Linked DNA regions of Bombyx mori: region 2 is linked to region 1. Evidence: chromatin contacts called from public Hi-C data. All regions are on one chromosome and are shown on one strand. Each heading gives the region's core, a stretch centred on a gene start, on an enhancer-like site or on the middle of the called end of the contact. The rest is flanking DNA. Distances are from core to core; before and after follow the strand shown.

The links. A called contact is a pair of places that touch in the nucleus more often than the background predicts.
Region 2: a Hi-C map of whole pupa shows a contact between it and region 1, with 4 times the contacts expected there. The contact joins two enhancer-like sites. A contact is called at or near these places in 6 of 7 Hi-C or Micro-C datasets (middle silk gland, midgut, posterior silk gland and 2 more).

What each region holds. Positions count from the first base shown.
Region 1 is chr22:3,010,438-3,017,443 of ASM3026992v2, reverse strand. All of the region lies in intron 4 of LOC101743969 (methylcytosine dioxygenase TET), which reads left to right. Among protein-coding and RNA genes, the nearest start is that of LOC101741344, 54 kb to the right of the region's middle. Within about 2 kb of position 1,328, at least 4 of the 8 cell types and tissues checked have open chromatin away from gene starts, as enhancers often do.
Region 2 is chr22:3,069,661-3,076,288 of ASM3026992v2, reverse strand. It overlaps LOC101743969 (methylcytosine dioxygenase TET), which reads left to right. Exons shown (of 12, transcript XM_038019059.2): 4 at 2,171-2,257. Among protein-coding and RNA genes, the nearest start is that of LOC101743969, 76 kb to the left of the region's middle. Within about 2 kb of position 1,403, at least 5 of the 8 cell types and tissues checked have open chromatin away from gene starts, as enhancers often do.

The DNA of each region.
Region 1 (7,006 bases), core at 79-2,578:
ACTTCGAAGTCTCAGTTTTCACAGTATAACGGCTGCCCCACTCTTCAGACCGAAACGTATTACTGCTTCGCGACAGAAATAGGCAGGGTGGTGGTACCTACCCGTGCGGACTCGTAAGACGTCCTACCACCAGTAAAAAAACACTTTCTCAAACACTTTCGTTGAGTAGTGAATTCAAAAGAGTTGTTAAAGATTTACAGTCGATGTAAATATATTTGTGAACATTATGTTTTTCTTTTACACAAGAAAAAGTAACCTAAATTATGCAGGCTATTTGATATGAATAACTTTCTTTAACATAATTTTTCCCGTATTGGTTCATCACAGGAACTGTAATGTGTTTCATAATATGTATTATAAAATTAGAATAAGATTAAATCGTATAATCAACATTTCTATTAATTATACCTAAAATTTGGAAAATCTCAAAGTAAAAATATTTTCAGTACCTTTCATTTATGATACATTTACTTACCAATACAGTTTAAGCTACGTGTATATATTTAAATGAAAACACTCAATTTCTATTTGTTACTGTAAAAACTTTCATAAAACAAAACAATCGTCAAGACCTAAATAAAGCTAACTGTAAATTTGAGATATACTATCGCCATCTACCGTGCAGTAGGTGAAGCTTTGTTATTGCGAATGAACAATATTACTTCGGAATATTTATTGTAATGAATTTATATTCGATATCGTTCGTTCTGGCTTAGTCATAATGGTTATTATATACGATAATTAAGGTTATGAACGACAAGTAATATAGCAGATTCTGTTTTGTGATTTCATAATCGATCGACACAATTACGTCACAGGTCTACATTTATCTTATCGTAATTACCAATTTGATTGCTCAAATTCAGAATTGTATTTTTTTTTAAACCAAGCAACAATTTGGAACGTCTTGTTTTTATGAAATTGTATTTAAAACAATCTCTCACACGAAATCTAGATAGTCCGTGGGAAATAATTCGTATAACAGCCTATAAATACAATTCACAAATCGTTATCAAGATCCGTGTTACAGCTAGTTCTATTCTCGATAGTAATTGCAACAGTCATATTATTATTGTTGGCCCGTTATAGAATGAATCATTCGTCATTAGGTAATTCTACGATGCAAATCTTGTATTCATTGCTTTTACTGTTCAATGCATTATTACATTAACTGCTTAAATTTTTTTTATTTTTTTTTTATATCCTCTTTTTACCTGCGTCCATCCAATGAAGATCTCTTCATTTGTTATCTAACCATGTTACGCTGCCCATGAGATCTTAACTCTAGTACTTTTATGCCCTACTGACTCAGTGCGATGACATATGTGGCCGGCTCAGATCCACTTTCTCAGAATTATTATATCATTTATTTATTTACACCAAACCTGTGAACTCTTGAAGATTAGCCAATACACGTTGTACGATAGCTCAGTTTTATGATATTTTAAAGATTTAAAGAATTACGGACTTACCGCCAACTGCTCAAAGATTTCACCACTCCTTTTTCAAATGTTGCACAAACTGCGGCAACACGTAGCGCTAGTGTCGCGCTCAGTAGATTGCGCGGGTACCGGGCAAGTTGGCGGGAGATTTCAAAATGTGAACCCCAAAATCGAACATTCCCCCCACCGAAATCCGCCCGGATTTCCCATTACGATACCAATAACAATGTTTTGATGATTCAGTTTCACAGTGGACTGTATTTAGTAAAATTATTTTAAGTAATTAAATCTAAGTATTTAAACAATAAACTTGACTTATAACTAAAAGGGAGATCACACAAAGACCTACCTTTATGTAATCTTATTACGTTTTCTGTGTCATACGATTTACTCTGTGTCCGTCGCTATTGGGAGCGGACAAAGCTTAACGACAGGACGTGTCATTTCATTATTTTTTGTACGAACTTTAACAACTCGCACGATACCATCCGCACCAGGCTTAAGCTCAGTGACTCGCGCTAGATCCCACTGTAAAGGTGGTGCATGTGATTTAATTAAAACTAAATCTCCAATTACTAAATTTCGACAGCTGTTGAACCACTTTTGTCGTTGTTGAAGTGTGTGAAGGTAATCTTGGCGCCACCGTTTCCAAAAAAGTTGTGAAAATTGTTGTACAATTTGCCACCGCTCGCGAGGTAAAAGTCGTTGCTCACTGATATCGAATGCCGGTACAGCCAACAATTCACGCCCGATCAGGAAATGTGCTGGCGTTAGCACTTCGAACTCCATTGGATCGTTAGACAGTGGACATAGCGGTCTCGAATTAAGAACTGCTTCAACTCGAGCAAAAAGTGTTCCGAGCTCTTCGAATGATAATGATTTGTTTCCCACAGTCCGTTTCAAATGTAATTTAGCAGATTTTATTGCAGATTCATAAAGACCACCGAAATGACTACCACTCGGAGGATTGTGGCTCCAACGAATATTACGCGCTACAAGCTCTCCTGATAAGCTTTCTAAGTGTGATTCGAAAAAATGCGTAACATCTGCTGAATGTTTCGTAGCCGACACAAAATTGGCATTATCTGAAATAATCATGAGACATTGACTTGTTGTAATTCCTTGCAAAGTGCTAGGACCAACATATAAATAAAATTTATGACAATCTATTAAAATGTTTGTAAAAATTGAATTTTTGAGTAAATGTAAAGAATGTTTCCTATCAGGTGAAAGACTAGAATTATACAATTTACCCCCCACCCTGAGGAAACAGTTTGAATCCATGAAGGTAATTAGTTTCCGCAAACTCTGAGAACATCTCTGACCTTTTTGTAAGGCCATAATGTCGTCCACAAATAAATGACTTTGTACGATTTTAATAATAATGTCGTGAGCCTTTCTGCTGTCATCCACAAACAGCGATCTACGTTCTGATTGAGAGACTCGACAGTTGTGGATAAACAAGTAAGACCGCGCGATTATTCTCACAAGCTTACTAAAACTAGAGTATCTGTTATTGAGGTCCAACGGTGAATATGCTTCTATGACTTCTGTTGAGACAAGTACAGTACTTAAAGTTTTTTGTTTTAGGCTTAGAGTTATAGGTTTAACTGGACCCTCTGACTGGAAGTCATTAAGCCGATGGAGGCCGTTAAACCACTCATGTATTGTTTTGCATGATGTGTTAAACACGTCTCGCAATTTATTTGTTGTACTAGAAAGCCACACAATACAAAGATGCGGGATGATAAATATCGAATCCACGTTTTGTACCGCGCCTACGTGGCTCCTGTGTCCACCAAGACTTTCGTACTCACGAATGAATTTTAAATTCAGATCGCGTTCCAACTTCTTTTCTATATCAATATATTTACGTTCTTCTGTTCCAGATAAAACACCAAGTTTATAAAAAGGTTGCAAAGGGTAGTTTACGAAACATCTACTTTTCTTATCACGGTTATGATTGCGATCAGACAATGTCCCCGCTAATATGTCATCTGGATGCTGTGGTTTGATGAAACAAATGCTTTCTGTCTCCGAGAAAGACTGCGTTTCCTGCTCCAAGTTCACAGAAAGAGCCACAAATGATTTTGTATTATCGCTTTTGATATGATGATTTTCCGTGTCTACAGTTCTATGACCCGAAATCGATACTTGACCTGCGATGACGTAGCCGAAAATGGAATGCAATGCCACCGGCATGTTCTTATCTTGTGGCATGATCTTTTCTCCATCATAAATTTGAGGAAATAGATCACCGGCCAATAACATGTCGATGGGACCCGATGTACCAAAAGTTAGATCAGCAAGTGAAAGATTTTGAAATTTACGGATCACATCATCTGAGATAGACATAGTCGGTATATTTCCGGCTATTTTTGCAACTATGACTACATCGGTAGTTAATATGGGGCTATCGTACTGACGCGGTTTTACAGTACAGGTAGTTAGCCCCAGATCCGCAATAGGCTTGGCACCTAGACCAATGGAATCGAAATCACACTTTCTCCGCCCTAGTCCTAACCTTAATGCACAGTCTTGAGTTATGTAGCCCGTCATGGCACCACTGTCAATTATAGCACGTACGAGTTGATAAATGCCCCAACAATCTGCGACGTGTATAACTGCGGTTCCGAGCAAGACTGTCGAAGTTGTAGAAACGGTAAGAGCCACCGAGCTGGCATTATTTCCCGAATTGGCACCAGCGCCAGCATCGATGTGAAGTGTGTGATGGTGCATATTTTTGCAGACTGTACAACGTACCCTAGATGGACAACTCTTTAATATATGATCATCACGCAAACAATTTTCACATAGCTTCAACTGTTTTATTTTTTGAAGCCGTTGTTCAGGAGTGAGATCACTATATTCGAAGCACCGATATATTGAATGAGGCTTCCCGCAATAATAACATTTTTTTATTTTATTTAAAGTTTCATTCGAGTTTTGTTCATTCTGAAGATTTTTAGTAGCCGCAGTTGCGGCTGAAGCCAAAGATGCTCTAGGCGCACCTACCCTGGCATTTGAATTATTAAGCTTTTTATCAAAACGACTGGTATTCTGGTAACCCTTTGCGTATATAGGTTTTGCATTGTCTATGCTTTGGTTTGAGACCGATTTACTTTCCGACATCTCCAGGATACGGACCTGGTTTTCCACGAAAGCGATAAGACCCTCAAATGTCGGAAGATCACCCGGTACACTTTTGTTTTCAAATGCGCGCCTAGTAGTTGAATCCAGATTACGCAAAGATACATAAAACAAAACAAAACTTGATAAATCTGGTATGTTTAATGATTTTAATGCTTTGACACTATCTTGACACGTTTGTAAAAAGGCATTTAGCCCGTCTGCTGACTCATATTGTAATGGTTTGAAACTAAAAACTTTATCTAAATATGTAGTCGCTAGCGCCCTCTTGTTTTCAAAACGTGTAACTAAAGAATTTCATACAATGGAATAATTTGTTGCTGTTATCGGCATTGATTTTACGATAGTGAGTGCTGGACCACTCACAGCCGACAATAAGTAATAAAATTTTTCAATATCAACTATATCAGTATTAGAATGTACTAAACTAGTAAAAGTGTCTCTAAATGTGGGCCAATTTTCTAACTTTCCGTCAAAGTGAAAAATTTCTAATTTCGGTAATCGAGGTTTTACAGTTTTACCGGAACCGAAATCACATCTAGTATTATCACTACCTGATAAATTTAGATTATCCGCGATATCACAAACAGAGTAATACATCTCATCAAATGCTTTGATTTGGTCGTATGACGGTACATACGACGCATTATAACGTTTTTGGACACAAATCATTTCACTCATAGCACTTTCATATGCAGTTCTCAAAGCGACAATATCTCTAAAACGGGCGCGAAATTGTGGCTGCATATCAGTATTACTTCTAACTACTCGTGACATCTCGTACAACGATTGTAAACGCATAAATGCCATCTCCTTGGTTGTCTGATGTGGTGCCAACAACTGATCGACATCGTCATCGGAAATTATTGCTTTTTTTCCAGATGTTGCTTTCGCCATCTTACAATTTTATTTAGGTAGGTACTTATGAATTTACAAATTAATTTGTATAAAACACAATTTAAGAATTAGTAGAATGTTATAAAATACGAATAATCAAACAACAAATATTAAAAGAAAGTACCGTTCTACCAAGTAAAATTGTAACACAAAACAATATTAATAATCAATTAATTAATATTCGAAGACAATACTACGGTTGAAAACTATTTAATCCGACAAAATTAAAGATTCTAAGATTTAACAAACAATAACAATTATCAATAAAAATATTTTATGGTTATTTTATTGAAATTTAATTTACTGCCAGTAATGGCGGCAAGGCGTCAGATATGTATACCTATGTAGTTTAAAGTTCGCAACAAATTTGAAATAAAGTTTAATATTGTAACGAAAATAATACTAAATACCTGAATACCCATGTATATTATGAATCACTGTATAAATTCCTTTATTGTAAAACACAAAACACAGAAGTTATGTTTTTCACAAAAACGCACAACTACCTACTTACGAATAAAAGTTTTTGTAGGAATTGTTTTTAGAATAATTACGTTTTTGTTATACTGAATCACTGGTATTTGATTTCGTAACAGGTAAAATCCGGCTCGAAGGACCATAAATGTACGATAGCTCAGTTTTATGATATTTTAAAGATTTAAAGAATTACGGACTTACCGCCAACTGCTCAAAGATTTCACCACTCCTTTTTCAAATGTTGCACAAACTGCGGCAACACGTAGCGCTAGTGTCGCGCTCAGTAGATTGCGCGGGTACCGGGCAAGTTGGCGGGAGATTTCAAAATGTGAACCCCAAAATCGAACACACGTTTAGACAAAATTTTACTTTATCTTTGATTTTACTAAATCATACACACATACATATATGTAAACATCATTCAATCAGTAACGAGGAAAAGCCAATTCAATTTTGAACCATATGTTTTTAAAGGTTTTTTATTGCCCAAGCGCAGACGCTGTGGGCTCGTCATTTGCTATTAAGTTATAAGAATACATGAGACGTCTATTATCAAAGGTGGCAATCTGTGCATTTGAACAAAAAAAAGGTTATTGATATGTCAATACAGATTGATTTGAATATAATCGTCTCCTTCAAAGAATACGGTTCAAAACCTGCATTAAATAAAGGTTAATACTTAACCTGTTATTTATCTAAGATGTCGTTCAGAAGAGTTTTGTGACTGCCAATGGAATACAAAGTCAATAATTCGTTTTTCTGATTTACCAATAATTGTCCAAAAGTCACATTGCCGGCTTTGATAATAGTCGACTCACATAGACATCACAACATGAACGGCATCCACCTTGTAAAGGGATCGAAATCTCTATTGCATTGCTTATTAACTGTTGCAGCCTTCAAACTAGAACGCATGATTGCTGAGATAGATAGTGGCATGACCAACCCACTGAGTTTCTCGCCGGATCTTCTCGGTAGGTCGCGATTCTGTTCTATTGGTAGATTCAGCGAAGCACTGCTCTTGCTAGGGCAATCGTTGG
Region 2 (6,628 bases), core at 154-2,653, 59 kb before region 1:
AAGTAGTTACTGGAGCCCTTAGGCATCTATGACGTAATGCACCACCCACCTTGAGATATAAGTTCTAAGGTCTCAGTATAGTTACAACGGCTGCCCCACCCTTCAAACCGAAACGTATTATTGCTTCACGGCAGAAATAAGCAGGGTGGGAGTACCTACCCGTGCGGACTCACAAGAGGTCCTATCACCAGTAATTACGTAAATTATAATATTGCGGGTTGGATTTTTATTATACGATGTTATTCCTTCACCGTGGAAGTCAATCGAGAACATTTGTTAAGTACGTATTTCATTAGAAAAATTGGTACCCGCCTGCGGGATTCGAACACTGGTGCATTGCTAGATACGAATGCACCGGACGTCTTATCCTTTAGGCTACGCGACGACTTGTTTTTGTTAATTGATGATGCAAAAACGCCAAAACCGATTTAGATTGAGTTTCGCGCATAGAACGTTTATAACCTGGATACGTTTTATTATAGTACATAGCTCGGACAACACAGAATGAATATGCTTTAATAAATACGTCAGTGTTCGCGGATTTGTGAGTTTACGTACCCACAAAACTTACAGCTTTTGAACGCAACTCTTTACGTAATAAATACGTATAAATACGTAGAAAATACATATTTCATTATTTCGGATTTACAAATTTAACACGAGTGAAAAGGCGTGCCATGTCATAACGTTGTCTTAAATACATTTAGTTTTAGTTTTATGTTGTATTATTTTAAATTTATACTTATATTCTATATCAATTTAATGTTGACAACGATGTTAAATAAAATTGATATTTACCTATCCACGATAAGGTCTTCTTATGACATAAATTTTACAAATACCGTCTAAAATAACATTAGAGTGATGTCCAATGACGATTAATACGCGTAGTAAGTACACATAGTACTATCGCATAGCTGTTATAATGAATAATAACTATTTTAATTTAAAAAGCCGTTATGACCTAATTCTACTTTGAATTTTGAAATAAGGAAATGTTCCACGTGTCTTATCTTTACATCAGTATAACATAATTCGAAGTTGAACTACTTATTTAAATTATAAAAGAACAGTTACGCGTCTGTAATTATTTTAATACGTGTACAACAATAATTCCAGTCGTTTGTAAATGTGAGTTTTATTTTTAAACTTCAACAAATTGATGAATAGTAATCGTTTTAATGTATACTAACTGAAACCAGTTAGAAGCAGATGTTTCTCACACTATTTATTCATAATACTTAATCAAAATGATCCTTTAACCTGTTCAGGATAATTAGAAATCCTTAAAAATTTGAATGTGAATAGACGACGAGTAAGCGAGACGGCCTTAGGTCAGAAAGAGACCGAGCTATAACAAATGCTGTTCGCATTCTAATAACACAAAAACAGGAGTAACGAACTAAAACGCCAGGTGCGAGTCGCCGCCATGTGCTTAGTAACAGAAACTGTTTATTTATTCGTTGGTACATCATACAACAGCTCGCTGTTTTAATTATTACGTATGAAAAAAATTCTACCAATCAGTGACAGCTGTTGTTCTAAAACTTGAAAGTAATTTGTTTTGTACAGAATTCGCCATTTTAATTTCCAAGGCTCGATTTTCAACGATGGCTTCCAAACGTTAAACAATCATAATACACTAAAATGAAAAATGTCCACGAAAATAGCTGTAATTTGTGAGTATTTAGTAAAATTGATAAAACACGGCTTAGAAACCAAAATCAAAATTAGAATATTTTTGAATTAGATGCTTAAAAAATAAATCGTCGTCACTGCGCCATCTCTGTAACACACGAGGAACTTTTGCTCGGCGCGACATCTGCTGTCAAGTAGAAGAACTTCGTGAATCCTAGCCATTTCATATTAGTTTAGTTTTGAGTTCACAGATGGCGGTTTAACAAAAAAACATTTCAAATTACTTAATATACATAGTATTTCAAATAGAAACAAATTTAACAGAATTTATTAATATTTTAACTATTTAACTTTCATCGTCATACTAAAAACAATACTTCGACCACTAATACCGCTAATAAGTCGCCACTTAACCCATCCATTGCATGTTTGTCTATTCATTTTTCCTTTTTGTGTTAACGTTCTCCTTTGTTTTTTTACTTACTTTATTTTTGCTTTATGTTAAGTCTGTGGTGTGTCTGTGTTGTTATAGCTTATTTTGGCGCCGGACGGAACATTGCAGACCGTGAAGAGCGAGTCTCGTCGAGGTCGCGGTAGAGGGCGCGCAACGGCCACTCCAGTAAGTACATAAACCCATTTCCTTATTTTTCATTTCTTTTTTATTTCTTTATGTCATGTGAATCCTTAGTGGTGACTAATCTAGTAACTAGCTACACATCTTTAACAAATAACATTTATTAAACTTTATTACTACCATTAATCTTCACTTTCAGAGAATGCAGTTATTTTATCATGGAATATTGTACTCTCAGATATTTGTTGATCAATTTATTATAATTCGTATATGTTTATTTATTTTTAAAAATTTATTCCTGCTCGTATCTCATATTAGCCTCACGTTCCCTTTTATTGTTCTCAAGTTGGCAGAACAATTACAGACTAAACCAATCGCCCATGACATAACTAGAATGGAAATGCATGAATTTCATAATTAAAATTAAATAGTCGTGAATACACATTTAATCGCGTAGATGTAAGCGAGATAGACTAAAAGAAGTTAAGAGCATTTTCGCTGGCATGGACCATTTAAACACCAACTATGAACCAATCATAGTGAATGTTTACCAAAATTGTTCATTGATTCGGTCCGATTTAAGACATCCAGCTAACAGATATTATCTGATAAAAAATTTTTTTGATTAATCAATTCATTACTGACCATTTCTTTAAAAAAAAAAATTGATCCTGTTTCGGTAGAGGAAACAAGTAAATACGGAACATTGATAATGATTTACACATACGCCATTTCAGTCGAAATAGCAAAGACCTTTTTCATGCCCTACTCGAAGAGGAACTCGAAAAAATTGTAATCGAATTTTGAAACACTTTTTCTTCGAATTTTTTTCTCATAAGAACGATGCCTAATGAAAAGTATAAAAGTAAACATTAGAATAATCGAATATCGATTACAGACGACGGCCAGCTTAAACAACTAGACTAATACGTACGTGACCGGCGCCGATAGGAGAATTGTAAAATACTACATTGATCGAATTATCTTTATTATTATTTATTCTTTATTTGTACACACAGTTAATATAACACAGTAATTGCGATAAGATATAAAAAATGGCGAACTCAACAATTGAGTTATCTACCAGGTAACCGTTCTTAAGGAAGGAAAGCTTTACATCTTTTTTCTTTGTTTTTTTTTCCTACCTATGCGTTGAGAGGCTATGTCAGCGTAACCTAACACTTAGGTTATAGGTAGGTAGGTAGGTAGGTGGTAACAAAAATGCTTCAGATATGTACCGGCTGCATCATGTGTGCCCTTATTTCTCTTTTATTTTCCTATTTATGCTGATAGCCTTGTGAGGCTATATCAACGTTACCCTAGTGTGTAGGTGAGTTCACGGGGCTCTAGCCTAACGGCGTTGCTAAGATATCCCTAGCAAAAACAGTACTTCGCAGAATCTACCATTGGATCGGAAACGCGACACACTGAGCGAGAAACTCAGTGGGCTTTGTCTGTGTGTTAATTTACTCACCGAGCCCTTCCTCGCAAGCGACGGGTTCGAAAAGAACGATGACCGCGATTTTCTTTATTGCTTAGTAATTTAATGTTTATAATGTAGTAATGTAGCCTTGATTGCAGCACGGCGCAGATTTTTCGGGAACCCATATCCTTGTTAGAGAGTTAACCTTCGAGATATGGGTTTACTTGCCTATTATAAGTTTTAAGTATAAACAAAAATAAAATACGATCGTATTACTAGCATTGTAATAATATACTTAAGATTATAGATAGCTGTATAAACAATTAAACTTAGTAAGTAAAGTGTAATTTGCTTGCAAAATCGCGCTGTAAATACCGCCATTTCGCGTATTGCCAATTAACTTTTCTAAAATACTGAGAAGTGCTCTGAGAAATTGTTTGAGATGATACCATCCTCTCGTTTACACCATCGCAGCGGCCGCCACCGGAGTAGAGTTCATCCATACTACCTGAAGCCACTGCGTTCATCCACAGTGCGTTTCCAGAGGTCTTTTTTGGCACGTACCATCCGGCTTTGGAATGAGCTTCCCTCCACGGTGTTTCTCGAAAGCTATGACATATCCTTCTTCAAACGAGGCTTGTGCAGAGTACTTAACGGTAGGCAGCGGCTTGGCTCCGCCCCTGGCATTGCTGAAGTCCATGGGCTATGGTCACCATCAGGTGGGCCGTATGCTCGTCTGCCTACTAGGGCAATAAAAAAAAACTATAAATCTTAATATACAAGCTCTTTACATACATTTTTTGACTGAATAGTAATTTAAGGAATAAAAACTACCCCCAAATTTTGCAAAAACAAACAGAGTTCTGACAATGAGATTGTTTTACTGGTGAAAGTTTATTCTGAATTAAAAGTTAGTTGGTGGCAAAAAAAAATAAGTAAGGCTATTCTTTAAGATCTAGTTTAAAAACGTGATTCTTTCTGTGCTGTGGAATATAGGAACGACACATACGAGGTTATAACACTGCCAATGTTGAATCTTTAAGTAAATATTGATTTCGAGCGTAAATCTAACGTATGCCTGATGATTTCCTTGTCTACTAGACCAACTGAGCGATTAAGGTTGACAACCATTTCGCGGTGCATTAACAGTGCTAATGACATACGTAACATTGCATCTCTGGTTGTAGATGAGTTGACATATTTGAACAGTTGGTACACTCAATTTCACTGAAAGATTTTCCTAGGAATGTGTGCGTTGATTTTGAAAACTGAACAACCTCAGGATGCCGCTAGTGTGGAACGAAGAGATGTATTAGAAAGATTCAATTATTTTAAGGCAGCGTTTTGTTTAGACAATATTTTTTAAGCTTGTTGTATTGTTGTTGTAGTCCTAGGGTACCCCGCTGGTACATAGGGCCCTCACAAGTTGTCTCCACTTTACCCTGTCTTGCGCTTGCTCCTTGACATCACTCCAGGTCACGTTGGCAGTCCTCATCTCACTCTCCACGGTGCGTCGCCAAGTGTGTACAGGGCGACCAGGTCTTCTCCTGCCAAGTGGTTGCCACTCAAACGCGATTGATGCTGCGTTGACTCCGCTTAACTTACAAAAGCTTAATTAATTTTTCGTTAAACTCATACTAAAATGCGGGTGTAATACAGTTATCATCGAGACTAAGCTATGTTTAGTTCATGAAGGTTTCACAGGCACCCGGTGTCACAGGTCAAAAGGTCAAACCTGATTACGCAACGAGCGTAAATCAAACGCGTACAAAAACGGGGTCACTCTCGCTTTCGGGCCGAACTGTCCAAATATAGAAATAAAGTGTAAACGCCGAGTTCACGGGCACAACCAACCACCCGAAATAGTGGATACAGTCCGCCGAGATTAATACCGGCTTCCTGTCAAATAGCCGGCGGCGTTTAATTGTAGCTAGTTCATTGCGCGCTTGACACTTGCGCATTGTTTTTTTTGGAACGAAGGTCCTTATGGGACGATGCGGAGGGGTACCCTAACCGGAAAAAAAAGTCCGTAACGTAAGGTTTTTATTAGTAATGCACACAGTGTACGACTTAACTATGTAATAACGTACAAAAAATATAATAACATATTTTTAATCATTCATTGACCACGATCTCAGAGCGTTCGTTGGCGCAGTACACTAACTCTTATGCAAACAACCGTGAATGAAGTGTACCACAATAAGTTCACACGTTACCGAATGATCGTGGGTTGTTGCGAAACCTCCAGTTTTATTTTCTTTATACCTCGAATAGAACTTACTTTTTTTTTATAATAAGGAACTTCGTTCCTATCCGGTGTCCCACGACACCACACATTTTTTTAATGCATAATACTAAATGTATCTAATAGATTTTTATGTGATAGTAGATTGTTATGTTGATGTTATGTGGTAATGTAAAGAAATATCTCGCACACCTATTAGTCGTGAATTGTGTTATTTACACAAAACTCTAATGTATATATTTTATGAGCTATACAGCATTACAAAAGCGATCGTAATAAAGTAAAGAATTATACTAGAATTGACATTTAAATAGTTAATAAAATAGTTTTGTAAAACCTAAGTGGGAAGGCGAAACTTAGTAGCTCCGATAATACAGCATAATCATAAATGATTGATGAAGTCAAGTGGTCAAAAAGCGAGTTAGGGTAAATTAGTAAAATAAGAGAGAAAATTCAAAGTTGTTGCTGTGCACTTTAACTTTGCATCAAGAATATTAAGGGGTAGGACGAGGGCTATCTATATATTAATACGTGAAGCAAAAACTTTGTATCCCTTTTTAGGAAAATTGCGCGGACGGAGGAGTATGAAATTTTCCACACTTATAGAGAATATAGAGAAGATGTGCACAATGCTAATATTTTTTTAAAAATGCATGAAAGATACATGAAATCAATAAAGAAAACATTACACACACTACATACCATGTATTTGACGCACACACGCATGCATACTATTTATTGTCAAACT